Regions from separate parts of the Mus musculus genome. Here regions 1, 2, 3 and 4 are each linked to region 5. A link is a contact called in public promoter capture Hi-C data. All regions are on one chromosome and are shown on one strand. The core of a region is the stretch at or near the end of the contact, and the rest is flanking DNA. Distances in the headings are between cores, read along the strand shown.

Region 1 (3,579 bases), core at 110-2,609, 1.8 Mb after region 5:
TGAAGACAACAGCAACTCATTTTTTTTACTGAAAGCCTACTAATGTACCCAGCTGCGTTCACAATGTTCCAAACTGGCAACTCGTTTCAAGAGCTTAAATACAATTATTTATTTGTCTTATAAAAATGAGTAATCTGAGGCTCTCAGAAGTAACTCAGCCGGAGCCACACAAAAGTGCTTGTGAAAACAAAGCTGTAGTAAATGAAAAATAGGTGCCACCAAACCACTAAACAACTAACTCTCAACGGGACGACCAACGAATGGGCCAGGAGGACTCTAAGAAGTGTTCTCAGCTAAGTTTGGAGCATGTTCAGAAAGATGCCAAAGCAATAAGGAGCTATCTCAAGAACGCACAAGACAGACGGAAAGGTGCTCATACATTCGGCGCACTCGATTAAATGCACGTTAACTTAATTTCTATTTTACTTCCTTCCTTCTGCTGTTCCGCTCACCGTGACATAATCTACAACATTTCTGGACGCAAACACCACCGTAGGTAAGTTTGTCCTAACTGGCTTCTATCCCGGCAAGGGTGGCGTGACTGGAAAGGTAAGAGAAAGGACCCAGGTCCTAAGATAAGCAGAGAGGTGCAGACGTAAACGGGCAGCCTGTCCGGCTGTAAAGAAGTCACGGAAAAAACAAAGTTGCAGCCACAACGGCTTCTAACAGAGCGAAGCGCTGTGCACGAGCTGAGATCGAAAGGAGCTGGAGAAACACCAGGCTCCGGGGGAGGTCCGGTCGGCGGCCACCGGGCTGCAGAAGACACCGAGGGGGCGCGTCCCTAACTGATCAAATAAGTGATCAAGGGCCTAGCAAATGCCAAGCGAGGAGCGCCGGGCGACAAGTCGCGACCTCGCCCCCGGGGTGAGCCAGGTGACCCGAGCCCGCACCCATGCACCGCGAGGGTCCCCGGGGTCCGCGCAGTCGCCGCCCCGCACCGCAGACCCCCGCGGGACAGCCACGGCTCCCGGAGCTTCCCCGCGCGTGCGCACACGCTACCAGAGCCGGCGGAGGGCTGCGGACGGCGGGAAAAGCTGCCTCACCTCCGTGTTCCTCCACACTCCCCCTTTGATCATAATCCGGGGCATCTTAGCGGCAGAGTGTCCCGGCAAGGGAGCCGAGGAGAGCTTCGAGAAAGTAGTAACGGCGCTCCGGGCACGGGACGCAAAAGGCCACTTCCTCCCAAGAGCGACCTTCTGCTTTGAAGAGCTCTGCGCAGGCGCGGCGTGGGCAGCCCCGGGAAATCTCGCGAGATCTTAGCGGCCGAAGGCAAAAGACGCGGGCGGCCAGGCTGCAACCTTAAGACTGATGGAGACTAATCAAACCGCAGGTGCCAAGGCGCCCGACGTGTCGCGCGCAGGTCCGAGACTAGGGTGAAGGAAAACAAAACTCTCGCGAGATGCCAGAGTTGGAACTTGACCGGGAACGCAGTGAAGGGATTGGTCCTGACGTCACGCGGAGGGCAGTGCCGGGGGTGGGGAATAAATGTGAGGGGTGTGGCGTTCCTCAGCACGCTTGGTCCCCAGGGAGCGCTGTTTGTTTGTTTGTTTGCTTGTTTGTTTGTCTGTTTGTTTAACGGAGCGCTGCGCTGGGCATCCCGGCGACCGACGAGGACTTCGCTGAGTCCTCGGGGAGATGCAAACGAGTCCGTTCTCTTTCTAGGAGCTCCAACTCGCAGCGCCAAGCGCCGAGGATGCCGGACGGACTCAAGATCCTAACTCTAACCTGAGGGACTGAGCGACTGCTCGCCCCAAAGTGTTCGCTCTCCTTCCTGGAAGAGCCACAAGGGGTTCGAGGCGACGCCCTAGGGACCCTTGGGAAGCGTCACGTCAGCCGCTTTCCCTCATCCCTCGCTGTTGGGTGTCTGTGGAACAAACTCGGTGAGTTGCGGGAGTCTCGCCCCTGGAATCCGGGGTCGTCCTCTGAAGAGTGGAACAAACAACTTGTTCATCAAATCAGAGGGCGGCTGCGAGTCCACAAAGTCTCGGTGAAGTGGAAATTGTCAGACTCTCTGCCATCTCCTCTCTCTTTTCCCACGCAGATTTCTCCACTATTCCAGAGCAATTAATTACTTGGTGTCACCCCAGGTCCCTAGGGAAAGATTTTATTCCGTGCATAGCGGCTCTGGTTTGTTGTCACTGTTCATGCTTCCGTTTGCCCCTTCTAGAAGACATGACGGATTTTCCGATTCGATTTTTGTTACGATTTTTTTCCTTGAAATAGGAAATTGTATCAAAATATCACTGCTTTCAGTTGAGAGGGAGGTAGTGTAGTGTTATGAAGAACACTTGGGTTTAGTGACCTACAATCTCATTTCACTCCTGTCATCTGACAGGATGACAGGTTAACAAGCCATTTTCTGCCTCTGGTACTCTTTGCAATGCTCTCTTGTAAAGATGTGTAACCATTACCTCCTGCCAACATCACTTAGTTGTATGGTTTTTATCCCACACACCCAGGTCACACACCATTTGGTTGACCAGATCAAAGCAAATCTGAACACTCCTCTCTGGGGATCTTAACGCTAGGATCCAAAAGAGGTCAGTGTTTCTGCTAGCTGATAAGCCTCTAACCTACCAATTGTGTGGCACCTAACAATTGTATTTTGAACTACATGGTCCCTGGATCTAGAACATTCCCAAGTCGTAACTACTTCCATATCCCCCTTTTGGATTTAGTCATTGAAGTTAGCTTTCCATTATTTGTAATCGAGAGGCCTAATAAATCCACAGTTGAACCAGTCCTCTTTCACATAGGCTATTCCAAAGGATCATGACAGTGACTTCTTCCACTCAACATTCTGTCATCTTTATGCTAACTTTAAAAAAGGTATCTCTTCCTTAAAACATGTTAATGTCACCTGCTAGAAAATTGTTACAAAGGATTGGTATTTTGACAACAGAACATACTTCATCAACCTATTGAGATCTATCCTTGTCTGTGGTGTGGATTCAAGTCAGATGCTCCAATATTGCCCCTTTTATTATGTGAATTAGTCCTCCAAGTGCCATGTAGGCCCCTCTCTGCACAGCAGCCCTGGCAACTGTCTTTGAACATAGGTGGTGTGTCCTTAGGATGCAGTATCTGAGATTAGCGCCCCATATCCAGAAACAAAGAGATAGGTTCCACATCTTCCTCACTCAGCCAACATACATTTTCCCAAATGTCCCTCAGAAAGTCAGTTGCATGGGAAACTCTATAAATACATGTTTCATGATTACTTCACTTCAAACAAACAAAAAAAGACCCCACATTTCCCATCCTCTACTTTACCAAAATGAAAGCCAATAAGAACTTGTAAAATGAGGAAGTCTCTTTTTCCCTGTTGTGAGTTGAAATACATCTCCAAGTGGATACATTCCCATCCTAACTCTTGGTACCTATACATGTGAACTCATTTGGAAATATTGTGGAGTCTTCACAGATGTGATTGGGTTAAGATGAGACCATACTAGTGTGAACTCTCCAGCCAGCTATCTAAGGAAAGTGGTGTGTACTTTTAATTCTGAGCCATTCACCACAGTTCCTCTTACTGCGCTGATCATGCCTGGATTCCTGTATATCTGACTGATCCGTGGC
Region 2 (3,431 bases), core at 37-2,536, 1.9 Mb after region 5:
ACCCACATCCAAACATTCCATTTGCTGCTTAGGGGCTTTCTTTACTTTTGTCCCAGTAGAGATCTGATAGCAGTTCAGGGCCTCTGGTATCATTTCAGCCATGCCTTGACCTGCCGAGATGGAGAGGCCCTGAAAGCTATCGCCCATCTGAGGCCTTCCTGCGTCCTAAGGGTCCTCTCACATAGCTCAGTTTCTCAGCCTAGTTTCTGCTACATCGGAATCTTCTCTTGAAATCTGAGGATGCCCCTCTTCCAGCTGCCCCGTTTCTACTAAACAGTTAGGGCGATTGAGGTTTAAAGAGGCTCCATCACTTGAGAAAGCCCGCAGAGCTGGTGAATGGGGGTGACAGCATCAATACTCAATGTACCGATCATTCTAGATTCCTTCTCAAGTGGGGAAGGCAAAATTAACAAGGCTCCTCAGCTATTCGTGTAGGCTTCCAGGAAGGCAACAGTGCTCCAATTAAAGGGTTAAAACAAGTGGGAGATTCAGGCCATTCTTTCACATAACATTAGTTTCAGAGTCATGACAACTCACAACCATTCCACCACGCATATATTATTGTATGCAAAGGTCACACAAGCAGGACAAGAGGAACAGGACGGAAGGAGGGTTAATGGAGAAGAGGGGGTTGGCTCAGGCTTGGCAAGAGGACCCGAATGGGGTATAAGGTGCAGGGGTGGAGAGAGCCTTCATCCAAAGGAAGCCTGGGTGTGCGCGTCAGTCCTTTATCTTGTCACACGTTCACTCTCCGCGTAGAGTAAATGAGGACTCGCCCAGGAAAGGGAGGCCAGGAACAGGAGTTTAGTCTGTAAATGGCCAGCTAGCTCCCTTCACGTCCATTTGTATTCCCGCATTCCCCATCCTCCTGCCTCGGGGCAGAAGGCAACACAACCCCTCCCTCTAGTTCACACAGGACTGTAGCATTGAACTACCCACACGCCGATCCTCTGCGGAAGTCAACACAGCGACAGTCGCTTCCAGGCCCAGAAGCCAGGCTGTCTTGGGCCCAGCTCCGCCCTGGTCCCCACAAAAGGAGAGTCCCCCTACCCAGAGCCAGGCCCATGCGCGCCACGTGCTGGCGCTGCTCTGCACGCGCCGCGTGGGGGCCGCACCCCAAAGTCCCTGTCGCGGCCTCGGAGCTGGCAGACCGGGCCTCCTTTTCCCTCCTGGCAAGCCGGACACTCCACTCTCTACCCCGGAGTCCCCAACATGTCCCACCCAAGCCCTACGAGCACCTGCTGGAGAAGGACACCTCCGGCGACGAAATCTGCGCGCTTGGCCAGCGCTTCCCGCGCCCGCCCGAGCGCTTTCAAACCCGCCCTCTGCTGGGTCCGCCCCGGGCCCGTGGGAGCCACCTCCTCCCGGCGACAGCCCCGCCCCCAGGCTCCTCGCCGCCCCCTCAACAGTTCACCGGCTCCCAGTCAGAGACCCTACGCCTAGGGCCGCCAGGGCTGCTGGCTTCGATGGCGGAGCACGTCTTTGGACCCTTCCCAACTGTCACCCGGACACGCGAGCCTGGGAGGGGGGCACGGGCCCCCCACTGCGTACCCCTAATTTCCGCGCTGGCCCTGCGCTCCTAACTCCTACACATTCCACGGCGGGACTCTTGCACAGACAGGCCCTCTGCTCACCCAGGTCCAGACGCCCCCACAAGCCACGCTCCACCTCAGGTGTTCCGTTATCCCTCTCCGAACCCCGCCCACGCCATTATTCACACTCCACCGTTTTACTGCTAGCAACCCCCTCACACACACACACACACACACACCCTTCTAATACATCCTTTTTCCTTTCCACTCCTCCTTTTCCCTTCAAGAAGACTTTCTGGGATACCTCAGATTTGAGCGTTCTGGAACCCAGACGCTGGAGGTGTTTTGTTTTCTCTCTCCTGCCCTCAGACTCGCCGCACACCACACAAACAGCATCTCTCCCCCCCCCATCCCCATGTTGCCTTGAAGGCTCCTTTATGAAGGCATAAGAGGACAGCCCTGAGGCCTCTAAGAAAACTGAAACACAGCTGGAGACCGGAGAAAGGGGAGCCAGGAAGAAAGGCCTCACATCCTGCACATCTTTGTCCTAGCCAGCATTTCACTGTCCCATGTCCCATCCCAAGATAACCCTCGGGGCTAGAAGCCTTGCTGAGCCTCTTACCATTCATACCCCTCCCCTTCCTTCCTTCCCCCCCCCCCCCCCGCTGGGGTACAAAGGAGGAGGGACCCCCTACAGTAGCACTCCCTACTGATGTATCCCAGAAGTTGGGGAGGGTCCTGAGGCAAGAACATCCCATCCAGATTGCCTGTCTCACCCCACCTCCCTAAGGAACCTGTGCTCCAGAGAAACCATTGGAGCTAATTAACAATTACCAGTGCTAACATCGTAGGGAAAAGACGCACTCAGTCTCCCCAGAGGACGACTGAGCCCTTAGGAGGTAGCTGACTCTGTAGGACAGTGGGTTCTCTCAAGCTGCTCTGGTGGGGGCGTATACAGCCTTCCTGCTCCCACAGAGATGACACATCTCCCCACTAGCACTAAGCAAACAGAGGGCAGGAAGTCAGGCTTGGGTGGTATTTTTCTGGGCACTATCCCATGGCTTAAGAGTAGCCTCATGTCTGTCCACAACGCCAGATCCCTGCCCTGTTTGTCTGGTCTGTCTCTCCCTGCCTTTGCCTCCCTTCTTCCGTTGCCCCCCCCCACACACACACACCTCACCCCCTCTTTCCCTTCCCAAGTCTGGCTCTGTTACCATAGCTGGCACAGCTGTGGGAGAGATCGACTAGGCATGGTCAGGCTGGGAGCCCTTGTGTGCAAAGTGAGCTGGAAGTGGACAGACGAAGTGGTAAGGGTCCCAGCCAGACTGGGGAAGGCTGGTTCCTTTCCTCATGCCCACTGGGACCTGGCCGTCTATGCAGATGGCCACAGGCAGGCCTGTTATTATTGGAGAACAGCCCATCTGGCAAGCTCCTTGCATGGGTTCCAGCCAGCACCCACACCCCAGGCAGCCTCAGGCAGTTGCTGGTGCCCGGGCCCTCTGCTGGACAGCCCTGGGAACCCAGCTCGCACAAGCCTGGGCCTGGCAGATCCTCAGGCACGTCTACCAGGCCTCTCTTTTTACCTTCCTCCTCATATCATGGCTCCCCATTCCCTGTCACTAAGGTTGGGTCAGGAGGGCTGGTCCACCTGACCTCATGGCTCACCTTTATGTCCTGTCCCCCACCCCAGCTGGGACTGTGGCTAACTCTATCATTTCTGCCCCTCACCCTTTAGAAGGTAGGTTTGCTTCCCACCACACTCAACTCTCTCTCTCTCTCTCTCTCTCTCTCTCTCTCTCTCTCTCTCTCTCTCTCTCTTCCTCTCTCCTCTCCTCTCCTCTCCTCTCCTCTCCTCTCCTCTCCTCTCCTCTCCTCTCCTCTCCTCTCCTCTCCTCTCCT
Region 3 (3,706 bases), core at 52-2,551, 1.7 Mb after region 5:
ATTTTCCTTCCCAAAAAACCACTGCTTCCTGCTACTACCAGTGCAGGTAAAACCAGGACTCTGTAGGACAGTTCAGGGCTGTTTTGTTTGTTTGTTTGTTTGTTTGTTTGTTTTAAGACAGAAGACTCCTCTTTGTAGCCCAAGCTAGCCCTGATCCCATAATCCCCCATTTCCGCTTCCCGCATGTGTAGGATAATAGCTACATCCCAAGGCTAAGCTAAGCCAGATTTTCTCTTTTGTTTATGTCCGTAGGCTTGATGTTCATTTGTGTGTGCATACAGTTGGGTCAGAAGAGGATGTTGAGTGTCTTTCTAAAATCATCTATTTGCCTCATTCCCTTGAGATGGGATCCCTCCAAGAACATGGAGCTAGGTTGCCAGGCAGCAAGGCTCAATATCCCTGAGTCTCCAATCCCCTGCCCATTGCTGCAGTTATAGGCTTGAGTGTAACCACACCCACCTTTTTTACACAGATGCTGGGGGTTCACACTCAGCCCCTTTGTGCTTTAGAAGCAAGAGCCCTTACCCACCGAAGCAGCTTTAGGAGAGTTCGGCTCCGTGGCTATGCACAGCCTATCAAAGAAACAGGAAACCCCAGATCTCAGACTCCAGGCCACAGGACCGGGCAGAAACACCCCCACCTCTGTAGAACGGAAAGGCCCAGAGACCTGAGCAGGTACAGATGTCCTTTTTCAAGCATGCTTTCGCTACTCAACTCCAGATAGCTCTTCTTAATGAGAACATGAACATAGGGTTGCCATGGTACCAGTTATCCATAAAGAGGCCAGGACATCTGGATGTGATATTTCCCGGGTTTGGTGTTTTTTTTTTTTTTAAGTGTCACCATGTGGAGCATTTGGTAGAGAAAGACACTAAAATAACTCAATAACTTAATATCTATCCAGCACAATCCTGGGAAATCGTTACTACAATTATCTCCGCTTTATGTTGAAGAAACTGAGGCCCAAAGTTATCCATGGAAAAGCAGAGTAGGGAGAAGCCCAGCACGGGAGGGGTTAAAGCAGAAAATATAGACCCTTGTGTTGAATAAAAGGAGACAGAGCCAATTTTTCCTACCATAACAGTAAATTGGCCCCAAATTAAGCCAATACCCAGTTCTTATTGCTTCTGCAAAGAATTAATAAACCATGACATCTTCTGAAATGGGGGAGGCCAGCTGCTCGGGGACATGTCAGAAAGCTTTTTACGGGCTTGGAGATGTTCTGCCTTAGCGAGTTAACGGAGTCCACCACAAGCACGCAGAGAGGGAAAGTGCCCGCTCCCAGCTGGGCTCAGAACTCTTCCCACCGCCAGGAGCCAGGCCATGCAGTAGCTGACTCTCCGGGGCGTTAATGGCTGCGGCCTCCCAGAGAACACTCTGGAATATTTTAGGTTTATATTTTGCAGATGGTGTGCCAAGTCCTTCCCTCATTTTGCCTATTAGATGGCTAGTTTCCTTTTCCTAGTTAAGGGATTAACTAGAATTATCAGTGATCATAAGCTTCTCCCACAGGCAGGTCAAAGGAAATGAATGGAAACTGTGGCAATAAGAGCGCCGGGCAGACCCACAGAAGCACGCCTGCCTGGAGAGTTCTCCCTGGCACTGCAGGCCAGCTAGCAAGGGGGATGCAGGCTGAGCTAGAGATTTCCACAGGGCTCCGCTCAGAGCGCAGCTTACAGGCAAAGTCTCCAGGGACATCAGGGAGCCAGGTGAGATCTTGGCGGTGGGAAGTATCAGAAACTCGGACTTAAAGGAGGAGAGGGAGTTTCCAAATATTCTACTCTCACTCTTTCATTGCCGGGTGGGGGCAAGAAAATTGGGAAAGCGAGAAGTGATCGCCGAAGGGTCCCATGGCTAAATAACAGCAGAGATGAAACTGAGCCTGGGTCCCAGCCCTTGATGCCCAACCTAGATCCCTAGAGATAAGACCACACACTGTTCCGGTTCTCAGTTCAATGACCTATAAAATGAATCTCAGAGCATCACACTTCCATCATATATATCATATATGGTCTCCCTGGTCTTTGTGACAGGATGCCTATTAAGGACCACGACTTCCCTGTCTTTATCTGGGAATGCTCTCTGTATGAGCTCGAACCTAGGTGGCCTTGGTTAATGTTGAGAGACTGGTAACGATTCAACTCTAAGAGGTTGAGGTTTATCTCCTGTATAACGCATCTCTGGGATGTGTTTGACATGATGCTTCCGTGTCACAGGACGGTGTCATTACTGCAACTGTCACAGAGGGAAAGAGGAAAACTGGGCCCTTAGAGCCACATCAAAATTAGCAGATGCTGTTTGCTTATACTAAATGGCGAGCGTCCACTGATGTATGTATAATATGAATAAGTATTCCTTGTATGTTTCTGTCAGTGTGAGCATCTCATAACGAATAGTCACATTTCCACAGTGCGGCGAGGGATGGCGTTCGGCTGACACAGTCAAAGGGATGAATAGCACCCTCAAGTTCACTCCTAAAACAGAGTGTGACCATGACACTTGGCATTCATTCAATGCCACCATTCATAGCCATAACACTGGGCAGCTGCCTGTCTGCGCTGATGGAATGTTCTAGACTTTGGTGGCAGAGAAGTCAAGAAAACACCATCCTTTTGCTCTCAAGGATGAGACTGAAGATGGTATTGCCACAAAACAAAGCAACTGTCACTGCAAGGGAGGAATGAAGAGAGCTGGGTTAGCCAAAGGCACACACACCCTGTCCCACCACAGATGTGCTCGGAGATGACTGAAGTCTGGCCCTCCCTGAGGACAGTTTAAGATCCCTGGCCTTCTCTGCTCACTTCCTGTTACAGACTATTTACACGTATGATCCATGAAACTTAAATGGCACAAAGATCCATAAAAATGAGCGCACACACACACACATATATACACACACACCAGCATGACATACAAGTCTGGAAGGGAAGTATGGGAGTGACTTTGTGCCATTGCTGTGGGACTTTGTTTTGAAATGGATCAACAGCAAGTATATGGGCCAATGTTATGGTTCTGAGTATCCGTGCCTTAGTTTCCCAACCTGAGCACAGCACCCCAAGTTCAAGGCCATGTCTGCACACTTTCAAGTCCTGAAATGCAGCATAAAAGCGGGTGGGTAAACAAACAGACAACCACACCTTGCTCCAGCTGAGTCCTTTTTGCCTCCTTCACTGCTGAGCTAATAGATGGCTGTCCTCCCGTGGGATGGGTGGGGAGGGACGAGACCGACAGGTAAAATGGCAGCTCACAGAATCCAAGAGGAGCCATGGATTTGGGAAAGGGAAGCTAAGTAGAGAAACGGTGGTCAGATCAGTGTGCAGAGAACCCCTGAATGTCATAGATTCATCCCACTGCCTTTAGCAAGCTACATTTAATCTCTTCAGAAGAGAAGGCTGACGGCTTTTTAAGATCTACAGAGAAGATGCTCTTTGCCCCGCCCACTGGAAACTGCCAATCCGGTCCCAAAAAGACAGAGGGGGTGGGGAGGGAGGGAGAGAAGGAAGAAACCTTGCTGTGGGTTTAAATTTCCAAAATATCACGGCCTCAGCGAAACGATGAAGGGCGTGGGTTTTGTCCGGGACCCTCAGGAACTGGCTATTCTTCCTGTGTAGAGCCAGAAGTTGCCCAGATTCCAGGCCTCGTCTCTCTCCTCTGGCTTCAAGTTCGCTGGAGTCGGTGAACAGCTGTTTGCTATTCAAGGTTGAGG
Region 4 (3,779 bases), core at 1,072-3,571, 1.1 Mb after region 5:
TGTGATGTCACTTGGCCTCCTGTTGTGTTTTCCCACCCACTTTGGAAATCATTTCTTTTTCTGAGAGCTAATGGTCTCCAAAGCTTTAACTTCACAAGAGCTTCGTTTTCAGCTTTGTTATTGAATAAAGGCAGGGCATGGCTGCTGCAAGGTATGGGTAAGGGGAAGGTTTTTATTGTAGGTATGAGGGAGAGTAGAGCCAGAGGCATCTGGAAGGGCCCAGAGCAGGGAGAGAAAGCAGTGGACTGAACCTGGCCAGCAGACTGGATCTAGCCATGAAAGGAGAGCTGGGGAGAGCAAGAGAGGAAGACTAAGAGAGTCTGTGCAATGAGACCTAGAGAGAGGCAAGAGAGAGGGGGCAAAGAGTGTGCGTAGCTGAAATAGTAGGGTTACTAAGACTCTGGGTGAGGGAAGCCCATGAGCTGGAAAGGTTTAGGGTAAAAGGCAAGATGAGCAGAGCTGAGAAGAGTCCCAGGTTCTTGTGGTCCTGAGGAAGCCTGGAGGCCAGCACATGCTTTAAGCTAATAGGAACCAGATAGCCATTTGTCCCAAGTTTTTTTTGGACCTGACCATTATAATTTGTTTTTGAGTCAAATCTGGTCTTTATCTGGAGGTGAAATGCCTGTGCGATGATATTAGTTGAGCAGAATTTTAATTAAAATGATCTGCATGGAATTTTTTTCTTTGGATAATCTGTCTTCTGTTTTTACAGCAGTTTGTTTGTTTGTTTGTTTATTTATTTTTATTATAAGACAGCTCAGTCTTAAAAATCAAGGCTGACCTTGACTTCTCCAATGCTGGGATTACACGCCCAGCCCAATCTCCTATTTCTTGGCAATGTACTAAAAAAGTCTTTTCACCTTTTGTATATAATCTAGTCTTAATTTTTAAGGAAATAATGACAATTTTTGGCTACTTTCCCATATAGCTCGCACTCAGCTTTGGGCAGAGTGAGCCTGGATCTTACACTTCATGTTGACCCTCCACATCCTAAATCTACTCTTGGAAGTGTATTTGGCAAATATTGAAGTGTCTGGCAGTTACAGAGGACTAAGCACAAGACAATTGCAATCCAGAGAGGAGATGATCAGATGAATGGCTGTTTTAAAGACACTCAGCAAATAGGATTATTTCAGAACTCATACATTCATAGGCAAGACATTAATGAAGTAAGTAGTGCTTGAAAAGACCTGGTAAAGGTGAATGTGATGGTTTGTATATGCTCGGCGCAGGGAATGGCACTATTAGAAGGTATGGCCCTGTTGGAGTAGGTGTGTCATTGTAGGTGTGGGCTTTAAGACCCTCATCCTTGCTGCATGGAAGCCAGTTTTCTACTACCATCCTTCAGATGAAGATGTATAACTCTCAGCTCCTCCTGCACCATTCCTGCCTGGATGCTGCCATGCTCCTGTCTTGATAATGGACTGAACCTCCGAACCTGTAAGCTAGCCACAATTAAATGTTCTTTTAAGAGTTGCTTTGGTCATGGTATCTATTCACAGCAGTAAAACCCTAGCGAAAAAAGTGACTAATATAAATAATAATAGTAAAAATAATATAATAAAAATAATATTTGAAATGGTAGGATAGTGGATATTTTCTTTTCTAAACAGCCGAGTGAAAACATCACACACAATTGTCTCCAGTTCATTAAGGTACTACACCTGCAACCATCAAACACGGGAAGACAGGTCATACATACAATTCAATATAAGTGGTGCAAGGAAAAATCACCACTGCTTGTTTATAAAGCTTCCCCAATAGTGAAAGTTATTAACTAAAGCATGCTTTTTAAAGTAATGGAACTTTGTAGAAAGGAACGGGGGTGGGGTGGGGTAACTTTGCAGATGAGTTTTCACAGGCTTTCGATTTTGCGCAAGGGCCGGTAGGGGTGGGTAGGTGGGTGTTCCCAGGTCCTAGAACGGACTGAGTCCTCACACAGTGCTTCTCTGAGGAGAGAGTCTTTCCTAACTCTGCGCCCCTTTGTCATTGGAAACAATTCTGGTCACCTGACCAACCCCTGAAGAGAAGCTTGCATAGACCTTCTCCCAGTGCAGATCACCGACTCTCAATAATCCTAGCTCCTCGGGCTCACTCCTACGGTCTGCAGAGTCACCACAGGCCAAATCCAGCTCCTCTGCCAGATCGCTCACTCGACTCATCACAACTCCCGCTCTGAGGCTCCGCCGCGTGGCTGCGGGCCGCTCCGTACGCCGAGGCGGGAGCGCGAAGCCCCGCCCCCGGAGTGTGGCGGAAGTAGAAGAAGCAGGCCCGCGACCGCGCGCGCTGGCCAGCCGGGTGCGCATGCGCTCTCGCCGCACGGCTTGGCCCGTCCCTCTAGTCACCCCAGGCTCCGCTACCCCCGCCCCGCCCCTCATAGTGGCGCTCTCGCCATCTTACCCCCACCCCCTCCAGCCTAGCTCAGTCACCTTTTCCCTTTCTACAATCTCTGGTTCCCCCCACTCCCCGCCCCCCTGCCCGTCGTGTCCCGGGGCCGCCGCCGCCGCAGACACCGCGCCATCTCTGTCCCCTCTCATTCTCCACGCGGGACGCGCAGCCGTGCCTCCACGTGTCTTAAGCAGAGGTTGTGGGGGCGCGTGGGGGCGGCGGGGAGTGGGGCGAGGTCATGGGAACTTGAGGGACGTCGTGGCAGCCAAATGCCTGGCCCGGGGCTGCGGGCCCAGCCGGATGCAGGCCGCCGAGCGTGGGGTGCCCCGTGGCTCCTCCCCGTTGTCGGTGGGCGTGAGGCAGGGGAGCCCTCGGGGCCGGGCGGAGAGGCACCGTTTAGGCTTGTCACCCAAATGGGTGGGAAGTCCTCCAAGAAGGCAAGCTAGGAAGCTAGGAAGTGGTAGTGGAAGGAAGTGCAGTGTGCATGCAGGCTGAGGGACAGAGGACACAGAGATGTTGCTGTCAGAGCTCGCCTCTGGGACCCCTGGGGAAATAAATCATTTAGCCGGTGGTGTCGGGGGGTATAGATGGGGATCATCGCAGCCTAGCTCAAAACTCAGGTTTATGGGAGAAGATCTGTGTGCTAAAAGCTTGTATCACGCCAGCTGTGATTAATTACGTTTGAGCTCCAAGGAAATTGTCTGTCATCTTGCCTTCTATATTGGAAGTCAGGCTAGTTGATGTGACAAGTGATAAGAGTTATAGGGATAGTGGAATATATTTGACGGTCAGACAGGATCCCAGTAGCAGTGTTGTTACTGAACACCCGGATTAAAATTAGCTTTATGTCCTTGGAATTAGTAGACTCAGGAAGAAACCAGTACATATTTATCTGGGATAAAACCTGAGTTCTCAGTATTTTTGAGTTAGTTCACTGTTAAAAGATTTACTTAAAGAAAGAAACAACTGGTAGAATTTCTGCGTGTTCCAGCGAGGCGGAATATGACTACTAAGATAATGTTTTGCACAACCAGACCTTACTTTAACCATACTATTGCAAGCTTCCCACCCTTTTCCGGCTGCACTGCCCAAGGGGACTTTATGCCAAGCTGGAAATGCTATACTCTATGGGCTACCAATATGGTAACCACCGGGTGCAGGTGGCTCTGATGAGCTTGATTTTTTAATTGGTTAGCAAATTAATTACAATGTAAGTAAGTAGACACACAGGCATGGTGCTTATTGCATGGGATCCCACAGGTCTGAAAAAGTTGAGAGATTGAGAGCCAGTTGCAGTTTTTTATTTGGTTGAGTTTTAAGTCAGGCCAGCTTTTGAACTATTTATGCTTTTAAAAGGACTCGTAATTAGAATCTCTATAATGCCTTTCATT
Region 5 (3,467 bases), core at 397-2,896:
AAAGGAAGAGTCTAAAGGGCAAAGCAATAGGTAGTGTGCTGGCTATGCTAGGCATAAAAATAAATAAAGCTCCGCTAGAGACGGTTGGATAACATTTTCAAATAACTAATGCACCAGAGACATTTTCCTTTTTCTTTCTTTCTTTTTTTAATGGACAAAAAAATGTAAGGGTAATCTCAAATAGCTTCACAGAGACCACAGGTTGTACTCAAAACCTCCCTGCCCCCTTCCTGAAAAACAACAACAACCACAACAACACCCCCACCCTTTGCTCATGCCATAGTGCCGTAATCCACTTTAGGTGGTCTGTTTATTTACTTATTTATTTATTTGTTGTTGTTGTTTGTTTCTTTGAACTCACTTAGGCAGATGGATCTGTCTTGTTTTGTTTTGTTCCTATAATGTTCTTGGAACACACAGAAATAGCTTCTCTGCAACAGGCAGCAGCTGTAAATAAATGTCTTTCTCTGCATGTGCCACCCCCCACCCGCCACCCCACTGAGCCTGGAAGAAGGCCACACTGGGGTTTTTTGCAATTGTATATCCAGGACCCACTACTGCATCAACTGGAATAATGCTGCCCCTACCTTGCATTTACCACATATAAAAATTACTTCTCAGAATTCCCCTTAACGGGTATAGGCTCAGAGAAGTGATGTGGCTGACTGGCATTAAGCAAATGTTCCAGAGGGATGGTTAACAATTGGAGTCCCTCAAGGTAGGACTCACTGTCCCCCTTCCCCCAACTCAAATCTTAAAGACTCCCGAGGCAGCATAAGACTATAAACCACAAAAAACGATCCCAGGGAGGATGAAAAAGAAAAAAACAAACCAAAACCAAACCAAAAAACTGTGAACAAATGGATTATGGTTCTATAAAGGTCATCCTTACGAAAGGGGAAATGTTTCCTAGAGAGGTATAGGGCTCATGAAGAGCCCAAGAGTACTCACTCAGGCATAAGACAACATCCCTGGGGATGGGAAGACAAGGACCCTGGACACCTCCAATCCACGCTCCTCCCGAAGCTGGCCTACTGGGCACCTGACCACATCCTTGCGAGGGTCCAACCTCTGAAGATGCACTCCAGCCAGGAGTGAGGCTGCCCGCCCATCCCTCCCCCAGCACGATGCCGCAGCCACTCGCTGGGGAGGCCGAGGCGGGGGCGGCCGGTACCTAGCTCGGCCACGGTTGCGGCGCAGCCGGACAGTAGGAACTTGCTCGTCCGGGGCCATCTCTGCGTGAGCGGCAGCAGCTTCTCCTCCTCGGCGATAGGCATTCAGCAGCAAGTCAGGACCACTGGGCACCGCTGGTCGCCTGGGAACCTGCCACCCTGCCGGCGCCGCCCCTTTTCAGCCCGAGAGAGGTCAGGTCAGGACCATGTGCCTTTATTACGCTCTGCAAAGGCGCCGCCCGCCTGGTAGCTGGACCGGTCCGGCGGCCTCAGGTGCTGAAAAACAAAGCCGCACCCAAGAGGCTTCTGGGAAATGTAGTTCTTGGGGGCTCAGCGACTTCTCTGATTGGCTGGTAGCTAGGCGCCCGCTGCAAACAGCTAGTTTACTCGAGCTCCGCCGCCTCAGGATGTGTTCCCGCCTCCTCCGTCCCAGCCCAGCCCAGCCCAGTTCAAATCAAAGCTTTTTTTTTTTTTTTTTTTTTTTTTTTTTTTCTCATAATTTGAAAGCCGTGGGAAGGTGGAAGATAGCCACAATGCAAAAATCACACAAAAACTGGGGCGGGGCAAAGGAACCACAGTTACGCAAGAGAATTTGTTTAAAAAGTTTCTCGGCTCAGAGTTTGCAAAACTGGGCGCATTTTCCTCAGTCGGCGGGGGACTAGGAGATTCCCCTGGAGAAGGACGTTTTCAAACGTCTGTTGATTCTGGAAGATGGGCATTATGGAGTTATTCTCACCAATAGCAATCGCCGTTCTGGGAAGCTGTGTTCTTTTCTTATTCTCTCGGTTGAAGAATTTGCTTGGACCCCCGTGCATCCAAGGCTGGATTCCCTGGATTGGAGCTGGACTTGAGTTTGGGAAAGCCCCTCTTGAATTTATAGAAAAAGCAAGAATCAAGGTATGTAGCAGTGACAGGGAGTTTGGAGGGAGGTAGTATTTCCTTTTCTAATTTTTCTTTTATTAAACTCAGTGTTGGAACATTGGGCATACACATACTTCCGGCAATTCGTCTACTCTGTTTCTCTACATACCTTGTTGGAAATAGTCAGGTCTTTTGACTGTTAGTAATTCCCTGCAGTTAATTCTAAGTGGGTGTTTATTAACATTGCAGATGTAAGCTTGTAGTTTGGGGGCGGCGACAGAAGAGTTTCCATGATTTCAGTTTGTGAAAACGAGTAATAAATTTGTATCACAAGTAGAGGTAACTCTACGATTTTATAAAACTTGATTTGCTAAATTGATCTTTACAGATTAAAAGCTCCCCAATATTCTTTCTTTCTCTCCCCATCCCTACCACCAGATACTATTTTATTGGTGAGTTCCTCCCTCCCTTATTCCCTGCCCTGAGGAAATAAGTAATGGATTCCACTGTAAGGGTTTTTTTTTTTTTTTTTTTTCCCATAAAGCAGCTACTGAATGTTGAACAGTTTAGAGAAGGCACTTTTACTGGCTGGCCTTTTAATTTCTATTCATATTTTGGCGGCCAAGATCTTACTGTGGTTTTGGTTGGGAAGCCAGCATGGTGGATGAAGTGCTTTCTGCAGCAACCACAAAAACCTGAGTCCATACCTCAACCCCTCCAGGTTCAGTGAGAGAGGCTTTGTCTCAAAAACTGAGGTGGAGGGCCAGCAAGAGGGCTCGGTGGGTAAAGGTGTCTGCTGCCAAGCCTGGCATCTTGAGACTGAACCTTAGAACCCACATGGTGGAAGGAGAGAATCAGCTCTCTCAGATTGTTCTCAGACCCCCACATGGGCGCTGTGATACACACATGCCCATATTCCATGTAAACACAATATATGAATAATATTTTCTTATCATTTAGTATTTCTTCTAGCCCTCCCCCACTTCTGTGTGTGTACACTCATGTGTTGGTGTTCTAATCCATGCATGAAGGACTACATGGAGTTCAAAGGTTTGCACCAGGGTGTCTTCCTAGTTTGTTTTTCCACTACATTTTGTTGGGACAGGTCCTCAAACTGCATCTGGAGCTCATCCAGTCAGCTAAGACTGGCTGTTTAACAAGCCTCTGGGAACTGCCTGTCTCTGTCTCCCTGGCTTCTGGAGAATTAGGGATGCGAGCTTTTATGTCTGGGTTTTGCCTGGGGTCTGGGGATTTGAACTCTGATCCTCATGTTGGCACAGCAAGCACTTTGTCCACTGAGCCATATTCTAGTCTTTGATGGCTGTATTTCATCAAATAAGGATAAGATATTTTATTTAAATTCCAGTAGTTGGGTGATATGGGTTGCTGCTAACTGCTTTTCGTTGTTTCAACCATTCCCTCAATGGATATTCT

The links. Promoter capture Hi-C pulls out the DNA fragments that hold promoters and counts their contacts.
Region 1: a contact with region 5 is called in a promoter capture Hi-C map of pre-B cells, with 6 times the contacts expected there. The contact joins the promoter of Cdc5l here to the promoter of Cyp39a1 in region 5. A contact is called at or near these places in 10 of 39 promoter capture datasets (the 3T3-L1 cell line, 3T3-L1-derived adipocytes, the C10 cell line and 6 more), 1 of 115 datasets of contacts at active chromatin or transcription factors (astrocytes) and 1 of 9 other capture datasets (adipose tissue).
Region 2: a contact with region 5 is called in a promoter capture Hi-C map of pre-B cells, with 2.5 times the contacts expected there. The contact joins the promoter of Slc29a1 here to the promoter of Cyp39a1 in region 5. A contact is called at or near these places in 2 of 39 promoter capture datasets (cranial neural crest and pre-B cells).
Region 3: a contact with region 5 is called in a promoter capture Hi-C map of hippocampal neurons, with 5 times the contacts expected there. The contact joins the enhancer-like site here to the promoter of Cyp39a1 in region 5. A contact is called at or near these places in 6 of 39 promoter capture datasets (HPC-7-derived erythroid cells, cranial neural crest, embryonic stem cells and 3 more).
Region 4: a contact with region 5 is called in a promoter capture Hi-C map of pre-B cells, with 2.3 times the contacts expected there. The contact joins the promoter of Supt3 here to the promoter of Cyp39a1 in region 5. A contact is called at or near these places in 5 of 39 promoter capture datasets (hippocampal neurons, liver, neutrophils and 1 more), 1 of 115 datasets of contacts at active chromatin or transcription factors (pancreatic cancer cells) and 1 of 9 other capture datasets (liver).

What each region holds. Positions count from the first base shown.
Region 1 is chr17:45,432,348-45,435,926 of GRCm38.p6, forward strand. Cdc5l (cell division cycle 5-like (S. pombe)) reads right to left here and starts at 1,360. Exons shown (of 16, transcript NM_152810.2): 1 at 1,044-1,360. The coding sequence starts at 1,088. It overlaps B230354K17Rik (RIKEN cDNA B230354K17 gene), which reads left to right and starts at 1,484. Exons shown (of 3, transcript NR_130961.1): 1 at 1,484-1,880.
Region 2 is chr17:45,594,244-45,597,674 of GRCm38.p6, forward strand. Slc29a1 (solute carrier family 29 (nucleoside transporters), member 1) reads right to left here and starts at 1,287. Exons shown (of 14, transcript NM_001357771.2): 1 at 1,239-1,287.
Region 3 is chr17:45,325,685-45,329,390 of GRCm38.p6, forward strand. No RefSeq gene overlaps it. Among named protein-coding and RNA genes, the nearest start is that of Gm35204, 29 kb to the left of the region's middle. Within about 2 kb of position 1,302, at least 21 of the 459 cell types and tissues checked have an H3K27ac peak or open chromatin away from gene starts, as enhancers often do. A contact at or near this core is called in hippocampal neurons, where this site is marked.
Region 4 is chr17:44,774,845-44,778,623 of GRCm38.p6, forward strand. Supt3 (SPT3, SAGA and STAGA complex component) reads left to right here and starts at 2,322. Exons shown (of 12, transcript NM_178652.3): 1 at 2,322-2,584. It also overlaps a transcript of Runx2 not described here.
Region 5 is chr17:43,665,726-43,669,192 of GRCm38.p6, forward strand. It overlaps Cyp39a1 (cytochrome P450, family 39, subfamily a, polypeptide 1), which reads left to right and starts at 1,647. Exons shown (of 12, transcript NM_018887.4): 1 at 1,647-2,069. The coding sequence starts at 1,884. Slc25a27 (solute carrier family 25, member 27) reads right to left here and starts at 1,489. Exons shown (of 9, transcript NM_001357122.1): 1 at 1,175-1,489. The coding sequence starts at 1,277.